2 separate regions of the Mus musculus genome follow, and region 2 is linked to region 1. Evidence: chromatin contacts called from public Hi-C data. All regions are on one chromosome and are shown on one strand. Each heading gives the region's core, a stretch centred on a gene start, on an enhancer-like site or on the middle of the called end of the contact. The rest is flanking DNA. Distances are from core to core; before and after follow the strand shown. Region 1 holds the start of Fnbp4 (formin binding protein 4). Region 2 holds the start of Ttc17 (tetratricopeptide repeat domain 17).

Evidence for each region. Hi-C and Micro-C count contacts between places; a contact is called where the count stands out from the background.
Region 2: a contact with region 1 is called in a Hi-C map of CD8 T cells, with 5 times the contacts expected there. The contact joins the promoter of Ttc17 here to the promoter of Fnbp4 in region 1. A contact is called at or near these places in 1 of 39 promoter capture datasets (pre-B cells), 2 of 484 Hi-C or Micro-C datasets (CD4 T cells and CD8 T cells) and 1 of 9 other capture datasets (adipose tissue).

The regions. Positions count from the first base shown.
Region 1 is chr2:90,742,369-90,746,823 of GRCm38.p6, forward strand. Fnbp4 (formin binding protein 4) reads left to right here and starts at 3,190. Exons shown (of 17, transcript NM_018828.3): 1 at 3,190-3,458; 2 at 4,328-4,420. The coding sequence starts at 3,230.
Region 2 is chr2:94,403,743-94,408,765 of GRCm38.p6, forward strand. It overlaps Ttc17 (tetratricopeptide repeat domain 17), which reads right to left and starts at 2,947. Exons shown (of 25, transcript NM_183106.2): 1 at 2,765-2,947. The coding sequence starts at 2,923. 2810002D19Rik (RIKEN cDNA 2810002D19 gene) reads left to right here and starts at 2,965. Exons shown (of 2, transcript NR_027831.1): 1 at 2,965-3,224.

The DNA of each region.
Region 1 (4,455 bases), core at 1,940-4,439:
TTTCAAGTTTGTGTATGTTCATTCATTCATCTAGTCAAGTTCTTGTATTTTAAGATATTTGCTGAATGTTTCTCATGTTTCAGAAAGTATGTTTGCTAGAAACAGTAAACAAATGAATTAAAAAAATCAAGTCAAGCCGGGCGTGGTGGTGCACGCCTTTAATCCCAGCACTTGGGAGGCAGAGGCAGGCAGAGTTCTGAGGCCAGCATGGTCTACAGAGTGAGTTCCAGGACAGCCAAGGCTACACAGAGAAACCCTGTCTCGAAAAAAAATAAATAAATCAAGTCACTATTCTTGTGGATTTTTCACTTAACAACCATTAGCAGGTGAACCCAAAATTGAGCTATTTACCCTGTAAGGTTATGAGAATCAGATACAAACCTGCATTTAAAGTTATTAGTCATTAATACATAGCAACACAGCAAATAACAAATATTAGATATTTTTAGTGTGCTTGGTTAGTGTGCAACCAACCTCTGTGTCTATAAAAAAAAATATTCTACCAGTTATTTCTTGCACTTAGAGAGGGAGCTGGGTGTCCATACCACTGTCAAGTACCAAGAGGGCTTGACAGTGAAGAGCAAGGATGCTCAGGAAGGTCTTGTCTGTACTGGGCCCTGGGGGAACGATTTTGTCATGTGATACAGTAGTTATTGCAACTAAAGGATGGACTTAAGATGAGAGGAATGGATGGGAAGTTGAATCAAAGGCCATCTTCAGAAAGGACAAAGGTCTAAGTATTGATGGAGGGGCCACGATTCTCTGTTCACATGACTCAAGTTACTTTTATTGACCTGAAAACATCTACTTATACAGATCAAAAATTTTGTAGGCTTCCTATTACACCTGCGGGAATACCATGATTCATGTAGATCTATGGTGAATGCCATAAGCCTCCCGGACTCAGTCTACTGAGTGTATTCTGTGCTACTACAAAATCTGTATCCATGCCCATTTAGCCCCTGCCATCCCAGGATCCATTTTTTTCTTTTTTAGCTTTCCAAGTAAGCTGCTGTATCTCTCCTGTGATGTCTGGCCTACAAAGAAGGAGCTCTTCAGTGATGCCGGGGTTTTGAAAATCTAGTGTATTTTGCAAAATTCTGATGACGGTATGGTTTCTCAACTCTCCCAGTGTACATAGGTTTTACTTATTTTTATTTTGTGTGTACATCTTTCAAATGCACATATGTATGTACACCATAAGCATAGTTGGTGCCAGAGGCCCGAACAGGGCTACAGATCTCCTGGCACAGGAGTTACAGTTGTGAATCACCATGTGGGTACTGGGAACTGAAGGTCCTCAGAGCAATCTCTCTAACCCCAGATATTTTTGTTTTGAGACTGGGTCTCACTATGTAGCCCTAACTCTAGTGGAACTCGGAGATCCACTTGCCTGGCCTATTATTCTTGCTCTTTTTTTTTTTTTTCTCCTCGAGACAGGGTTTCTCTGTATAGCCCTGGCTGTCCTGGAATTCACTTTGTAGACCAGGCTGTCCTGGAACTCAGAAATCCGCCTGCCTCTGCCTCCCAAGTGCTGGGAATAAAGGCATGTGCCACCACTGCCTGGCTTGTTGTTTGTTTTTTGAGACAGGGTTTCTTTTTTGTTTTTTGTTTTTTTGGTTTTTCGAGACAGGGTTTCTCTGTGTAGCCCTGACTGTCCTAGAACTCACTCTATAGACCAGGTTGGCCTCGAACTCAGAAATCCTCCTGCCTCTTATACTCCCTCTTTAACATCCATTCTCATACATCTTCCCCAGATTTCTCCTTGTATTATTATTATTTTATTAATTTATTGTTATTATTGTTATCTTTGAGACAAGATCTCACTTTGTAAGCTCTGGTAATATGCATACCTGGCTAGACTCACTTGAAATCTTCCTACCTCTGTCTCCACTGAAATTATAGACATGAACCATGACAACTACTTCCAGTGTTATTAGAACACTTCAGTAGCTCTCCAGGAGTACAGTGCACCATCTTTAGGCATTATTTCTCATCTTCTGGCCTGCTGTCATTAGTCTAGAAGCAATCAGGGATGGGTGGAAGGAGTGGGTCCTGGAGAAAATCAGCATTATCTTGCGTGGTAACTATCTCTGGGGAGAACATTAATGACTCAGGATGTCACCTGACTCTAGGAATGGGGAACAAGGAAGACTCAAAATGTAAAGAGCTCAGCCTCAAGGTGGAGGAGTTGGAGGTAGGGCAAAAAAGTAGTGTTTACAGAAGTAGGATGAGGTAAGGCTTCGGTATCCCATATGAACAGTTTGACTGTTTCCAAGGTCCAGTCATTTTCCCTACTAATCACGTCGTATTTCGTTTTAAAGAGCCTACTGGGGCTGGAGAAATGGCTCAGCGGTTAAGAGCACTGACTGCTCTTCCAAAGGTCCTGAGTTCAAATCCGAGCAACTACATGGTGGCTCACAACCATCTGTAATGAGATCTGATACCCTCTTGTGTATCACAGCTACAGTTTACTTACATTTAATAAATAAATAAACCTTTGGGTTGGGGCGAGCGGGGCTGGAGCAAGAAAGTGGGGAGAGAGCCTACCGTAAACCCATCACTTGGGAAGCAGAGGCAGGCGGATTTCTGAGTTCCAGGCCAGCCTGGTCTACAAAGTGAGTTCCAGGACAACCAGGGCTACACAGAGAAACCCTGTCTCGAAAATCAAAAACAAAACCAAAACAAAACAGAAAAAGCCTACCGATGTATAAACACCCAGCATCATCATTGTTTAATACTATACCCCAAAGAAGCTACAATAACCAAGAGAACTTGCAGAAGGGTGCAATGTATCTTTATCTTCCTCAAAGACAAACAGCAATAAGCAGCTGAAAATAGCTACAAGATGGCGGACAAAGCCCTAAAGAAAAGACTTGGCTAACAGCGCATGGTGCAACCCCAGTCTAAGGAAGTCGCACACACCGCGGGCCCTTCCGCACTATTGGCGCGAAGTCCTGTCTTTTCCCTTTGCTATTGGCTACCGAGTCCGTCTCAAGTCAAAACAGCCAATCGCCTTTTCCCTGAACAAAGCCCACCCACCATGGATGGAGCGGAACGTGCGTAAAAGCACCGGGGCGCAGGCCGCATGCGCAAGTGCACCGCGCCGGTTAAAAGCGGATCTCCTCGGGAGGCGGTGCCACGGTTCATGAATATTGATTACGCACCGGGGCGCTGTGCGCCCGCCCCACTAATCTGCCGTCGTTCGCTGCTCGCGCTCCGGCTCATGATGGGGAAGAAGTCCCGGGCGGTACCCGGCCGCAGGCCTATCCTGCAGCTCTCTCCACCGGGTCCTCGGAGCAGCACCCCGGGCCGGGATCCCGACCCCGATCCGGATCCCGAGGCAGATTCGACTGCGGCGGCGACAAGCCAGTCAGCGCCGGCAGCAGCGACGGCGGCGGCCGCGACGTCGCCCGCGGTGCCTGCCTCCGCTGCCCCAGAGGACTCGCCTTCAGAAGGTAAGGGCGCGCGAGAGGAGCCCTGCTTTTATTTGGGACGTCTGAAACTCGAGCACGGGGCTTGCGGCCTAGGTTCCCGGGTGTCTCTTCGGACCCGGTGAAGAAGAGAAACCCTGGCGGGCGAGGTACACCTCGGCTGCCAGCGATCTGGGGCCCGCGGGACGGCGGTCGGGGACTCTGGGAGGCGGAAGGCCGGGCCCGGACTCATCTGAGGCGCCTTTGCGGTGCAGGGGTTTCTCCCCGGAACCTGTGCCGTCCACCGAGGCTTGGGACCCCAAATGTCTCCTAGATGACTCCCTTCGATCTTAATAACGCAGAAGGTGGAGGGCAATTTCCACGTGCGAGCCTTGAGGCGGTTGAACCTGGCCTTCTCTACTTGTCACGCTTGGTTTCGTTTTTGTTGAAATGGAGACACCACTCTTTAGAAGTGAACAAACCCATATTTTTTTCTTATGCTAGACAAAGCATCGGTAACCCCAGACTTAAGGGAAAGTGACAAAACCTGTGTGTGGGCTTTTCTGGAATTGTGTTTGGGTTTAGGGTAACAATTGCATGGAGTAGATGCCGGAGAAGCTATACTGTATCAAACATTAAGAATCAGATTAATAGGATGTACATAACGTGTGGAAACGTGCAGAAGTATTTATGCATGTTAATTGTTAAGTATTGCAGGTGCCATTTTCATAGTGTTCACGTTCTTACTGTCGCTACCACTAAATGAATGGAAGGGTAGATCAGCTTGTTTTTTGTCTTCTTAGTTTGCATCAGTGATACACGCTGGTTTTATAAGTTGATTCAGGCTGAAGGTCAAGCTTTGGACCCTGGCCCACTGACTGACTGCAGCTTCCTTTTGTGCATTCCAAATACAGATGAACAAGAAGTGGTGGTGGAGGTCCCCAACGTTGTTCAGAACCCTCCAACACCAGTCATGACCACCAGACCGACAGCCGTCAAGGCAACAGGTAGAGATTTTTGTTGTTGTTTTTGCCTTTCCCTT
Region 2 (5,023 bases), core at 1,697-4,196, 3.7 Mb after region 1:
TAGGGTCTGCTAAGGCTTGTGGTACAAAAACCCAACGAATATGCACTTGTCCTGGTAAAGATTCCATGCTGTACTTTCACTATAATAGTGGAAATGCCCCTATTTAAATGTGCACTTTGGGCAATTTTGATTTTTTTTTTTTCTCTGAAAGACAGTATCTCACTATGTAGCGCTGACTGGACTGGAAGTTGCTATGTAAGTAAGCCATGTTGGCTGGCTTCAAGCTCAGAGAGTCACCTGTTTCTGTCCCCTCAGTGCTGGGATTAAAGTTGTGTGTCACCACAGTTGTCTCTAATTCTCACTTTTAATTCATATAAGTATTTCCATATTTGCTGTGGAAAATGATGCAGTATGCTGTGGAAAATCATGACACATATAATTTTTAAAAGTTTTAGAATTCAAATGATTAGAAAGACATTTATCAGTCTAATGTTCTACTGAAGTTTGTCCACAGATCCTCCTTGCTGTTAGGGTATTTTAAAAATGGAACCATACTTCTTTTCTTAATCAAGTAACAGAACCAAGAACCAAGCAGCAGAAATTAAGATACTAATTCGATATTAGTCCAATCCTAACTATGGTTCCAAATTTACAAACAGAACTACGGTATCCACAAACTGACGTACTAATGAGTACCCTAATGTGACCACTGACTGCAATCTAAACAATGTTTATTAGATTTTGCCCAAATTCCATTTATTGCCAGGAAAGGACACAGGAGTTATGCAGTTACTGGAGTCCAACTCAAATGCTGCCCACCTTATCCAATTCCTATTTTATTCATTTGTACCTGTCTCCTCTTAGATTAACACCACCACTTTACTTCTAACACCCTTCCCCCGCCAGTTGTTACACATTGGCATCAACTTTATTTGTTATAGAGTAAAAGTTCATGGCTGCCAGAACCCAGTGCTGCAACTGTTAACGTGCAATGAAGAACTGGAAAAAGTCAATGGGAAGGGCTGTTATAAAAAAGGGTGTGCTTTCTTATCTTTAAGTCTAATTACTTACTGAAGAGAGAACTTGGCAGAGATTCAGAAGATCTGGCAAGGTACTAATACCCATATATTCCCCTCTAAGATGTAGATCCAATATGTAAAAGAAGGCATTTTTTTTTTTTAAAGAACAAAAACAAATCCGATCTTACCTTCCCACTGTAATATTCAACATATAAATGATCCATTTCCGTTAATTAACCTTCACTTTTCAGATGGATTTCTTTTCCGGCTGAGTGGCAGGCCACCAAAATGGGAAGGAGAAGTCAATGTCATCGAGTATAAATAGCTGTGGCCAGAAACAATATAGCGAAGGAGCCAATGGGAGAAGGGCTCCCCAAATTGCAGCATAAGTGACTGAATTCAATGCCTCCCTTCACGCGGACCTCAGCAAACCACCAACAGCAATCAAAAGATGAAAACAGGGATGGTGCAGGATTTCCAATCTTACGTTGGAAAGGCAGCCTTACTGTATTTTTCTAGGGGTTCTGACATTTTTAAACTCTCAGTTGGAGGCTAATGAAAATTAACTTGGATCTTGAACTTAATATCCATGAAAAAGAAATCCTTTAAATCGGGAGTTTGATATAAATACACTCGAGGAAAGAGTACACTGGAAACACAAAGTGTGGGCATTTTAAAAATTTTGTTTAGGTTTGCTGCATTGTGAAATGTCTCATCTTAAATATAAACCATGCGATGTGTTTCTACAGTTAATCAAAAGGATCAGTTTCTCTCTCTCGCCTTTGGTTAAAACATGAGTCAGTATGCTTAAATTGCAAGGGGTACACACTTCACTTTTTAAATGGCTCCTGGACATTTCCTGATTGTTGTCAAGCGCTGGAAGTCATTAAGTTTACAAGATTCTGTGGTGAAGCACGCGCGCGAGCACGCGCGCACACACACACACACACACACACACACACACACACGCACACACACACACACACACACACGCAGTCCTTAAAGCATCAGCAGTATGAAAGCAAATGCAGATGCAGGCATCAGAAAGTTATATAAGAAAAGCGGTCACTCCTCTGAGAAATCAGTTCAAGCATAGGTAATCTAGTAAACTGCAAATGCTGAGTGCCGGGCTGGGTCAAAGGAACTAGGAAGCAATGTAAAATACACCGGGAAATGAGGGCACTTAAGAACTGAATGATGCGGGCACCGCCACCAGAGGCATGCATCTTCTGGCATTCCTTCAGAAGGAGCAAGAATGGGTTGTCTTTAAAGAGCCCCTAATGACCTGGCTAACGGCACAGCCTCAAACCACCACATCGCGAAACAAATCCCATCAGTGGGAGACAAGGCTGGAGGAGGCGCATTAAAAGATCCATCCATTCACTAATGCCACCCTGGCTGTCACCGGCCTGGGACGCGCACACTCCCCGGCACTGCCACCTGCTTTCTACTTCCTCGGGGAGAGGTGGTGGCGCGCGGGTCCTGGTCCAGCGGCTCCAAAGGCAGAACTAATGATGAATCCGTGACTCCTAACCCGGGAGCTCAAGTCTCAGCTCCCCGGGGTCGGTTCCGGGACGGCGCGCGGCCCCAAGGTGGAAGGCTGAGAAGTTCCCCACGGCGGAGCCGGGGCGAGGGGACCAGAGGGGAGGGGGCGGCGCCAGGTCGGAGCGCAGGAAGCCTCGGCCCGTGGGCCGGGACCGTGGGAAGCCAAGCTGGGGGCGGGGCCGCGCGGAGCCACCCAGGGGCCCGGCTCCGGGATTCCCCCTGATCGGGCGCGGGCAGAGAGGGGGCACCCTGGCCGCTACCTGCTGTTGGATCTTCCCGTCCTCCGTGACGACCCAGTGCGTAGTGGCCAAGGCCCCTCGAGCCACCACGCTCAGCAAAGCGGAAAGGCTGAGAAGCCAACCCGGGCCGGAGCGAGGTAGCAGCTCGAACCGGCCGCGGACCCCTATTGCCGCCGCCATCTTGCCCCCCCGGCCGGGCTGCTCACACCGGAAGCGGAAGCGACTCCTTGCGGTCCGCCATCTTGGGGAGGTCGCCTCTGGAACTGGAGGAGGAGCCCGCGGAGTGCCTCGGAGACGATACCGGTCCCTTTACTCTCGGTCGGGGAAGCCGGTCCTGCCACACCTCAGGGCTGGAAACGGCTTTCTAGTTATCGTTTTTCTGGAGGCTATAAGATCCCCAAGCGTGGGAATCGGAGGGGAGATAATAAAACTAGGTGGAGCTTGAGCAGAAGTGAGAAGACGGTGAAGGTCTTTTTAAAAAGTAAGTATTGTTTCTGGTAGGGCAATAAAAGTTATACTTTTCAACTATCTGAGAGAGGCTTTTTTTTTTTTTTTTAATAAGTCTCGTAATGGAGTGTTAAGCGGCGCAGTCGTACTGTGTAATGCATGTCACACATCGAATTAAAAAAATAGCTCGTTATCAAATACAAAATATCAGCTCATTACAAGTTATGTATATGTGATCGGCATACTTTTTCTTCCGAAATTTAGAAAGCGATGTGTCCTTACAGACCACTTACATCCAGTGTGGCCAGATTTTTGGGTCTTACAGCAGCAGCACCACGTGTCTTGTGGACTTTGGTGGGCAGCTCTAGTCTAAGTTAAAGACCTAGGTGTAGAACCCAGATAGTGGCATCTCCGGGGAGGGGACTGTATTAAATATGTAAGCACTGCGGCTTCCCTTCCCCGAGGGTAGACTCAGCCATTATGAGTATGTTTTAAAGAAGTCTCAGGTGATTGATTTGCATATTGAAACTTAAGAGGCGCACTACCAACAGGTACAGTAGCTGTTAACCAGCTTAGGTTCCAGGCTCTGCCAATGTATGTTATTATAGGTATTTCAGGTCGGCCTACTAGTATGGTGGGCGTATCATCTTGTAACAAAGCTGTTATGCTTTTTTTTTTTTCTGTTGAGAAAAAAAAAAATTGTGCCCTGCCACCTACATAGATGTGTTGCAGGAAACAAATGTCTGCCTCATGTTATGGGAACAGAGACTGTGCTATGGCATTGTAATTCTTCTGAGAGCAGTTTGGTTTTGTTGATTTTGTTTGTTTTGTTTTTGAAATGAAGTCCCATTTGCAGCCTGAATTGCCTGGAATTTATTTAGCCCAGGCAGGCCTTTAAGTCCACCTGTGTCAACCACCTGATGCTGGATACAGGCATGAACCATCAGGCCCAGCTCACTAGGCAGCTTTTCTTAAAAGTACCCGTGTAATGAACATTCGTTTTATTAAAAAGGTATATCTTGGGGCTGGAGAGATGGCTTGGGGCTACAAAGATGGCTCAGGGCTGAAGAGCACTTCCTGCTCTTCCCTGGAAGCAGTGTTAGGCCACAACCACCTGTAGAACTCCAGCTCTAGGGGATCCTCCTTTATACATGTGGCATACAGTTCTCATACACAAACATATACACCCACGTACGTATGTGTACACACACATACACACACATATGTATATATTTGCCTGTAGAGACTGGGTGTAAAGGTCAGCTCAGGACCTTTGGGAAGGTTATGAAACACTTGCCCCTCCAGAAGGGAGAGGTTAATTAACATTTCTCAGACCACAGGGTGGAACCGACAGGATGGACTGTTGCCCACCTTCAGACAAGGGAAGTCCTTGTTACCTCATTCCCTAAAGACCAACCAGTTTAAAGGGTGCACTGTTTCGCCAATCATATTGTGCCTAGTTGCTGATGCTCTATTCTGCCTCCTGGAAACCTTATAAAAACTCACTGAACGGGTGCTGCTCCGCCTCTCCTTCGGGTCTGGGACGACCCCAGTGCACTGGAACAATAAATTCCTCTTGCTTTTTGCATTGATCCTGGCTCCACATGGTTTGCTCAGGGGATCCCCAGTAAGCTAAGTTCCTTGGACTCTTACATGGGCACAGAAATATGACCATTAAGAAGTAAGCTATGATGTTGACAAGTTAATTAAAATACAGATGAGAATGTAATAATAATGTGTAGAGAGAGCTACAACCAGGTGAAAAAGGCTTGGCACAAAGGAAAGTGTGGTTGGTAAAGGTGATGCTGGTGTCAAGTTGTAAGGGACTCTTAT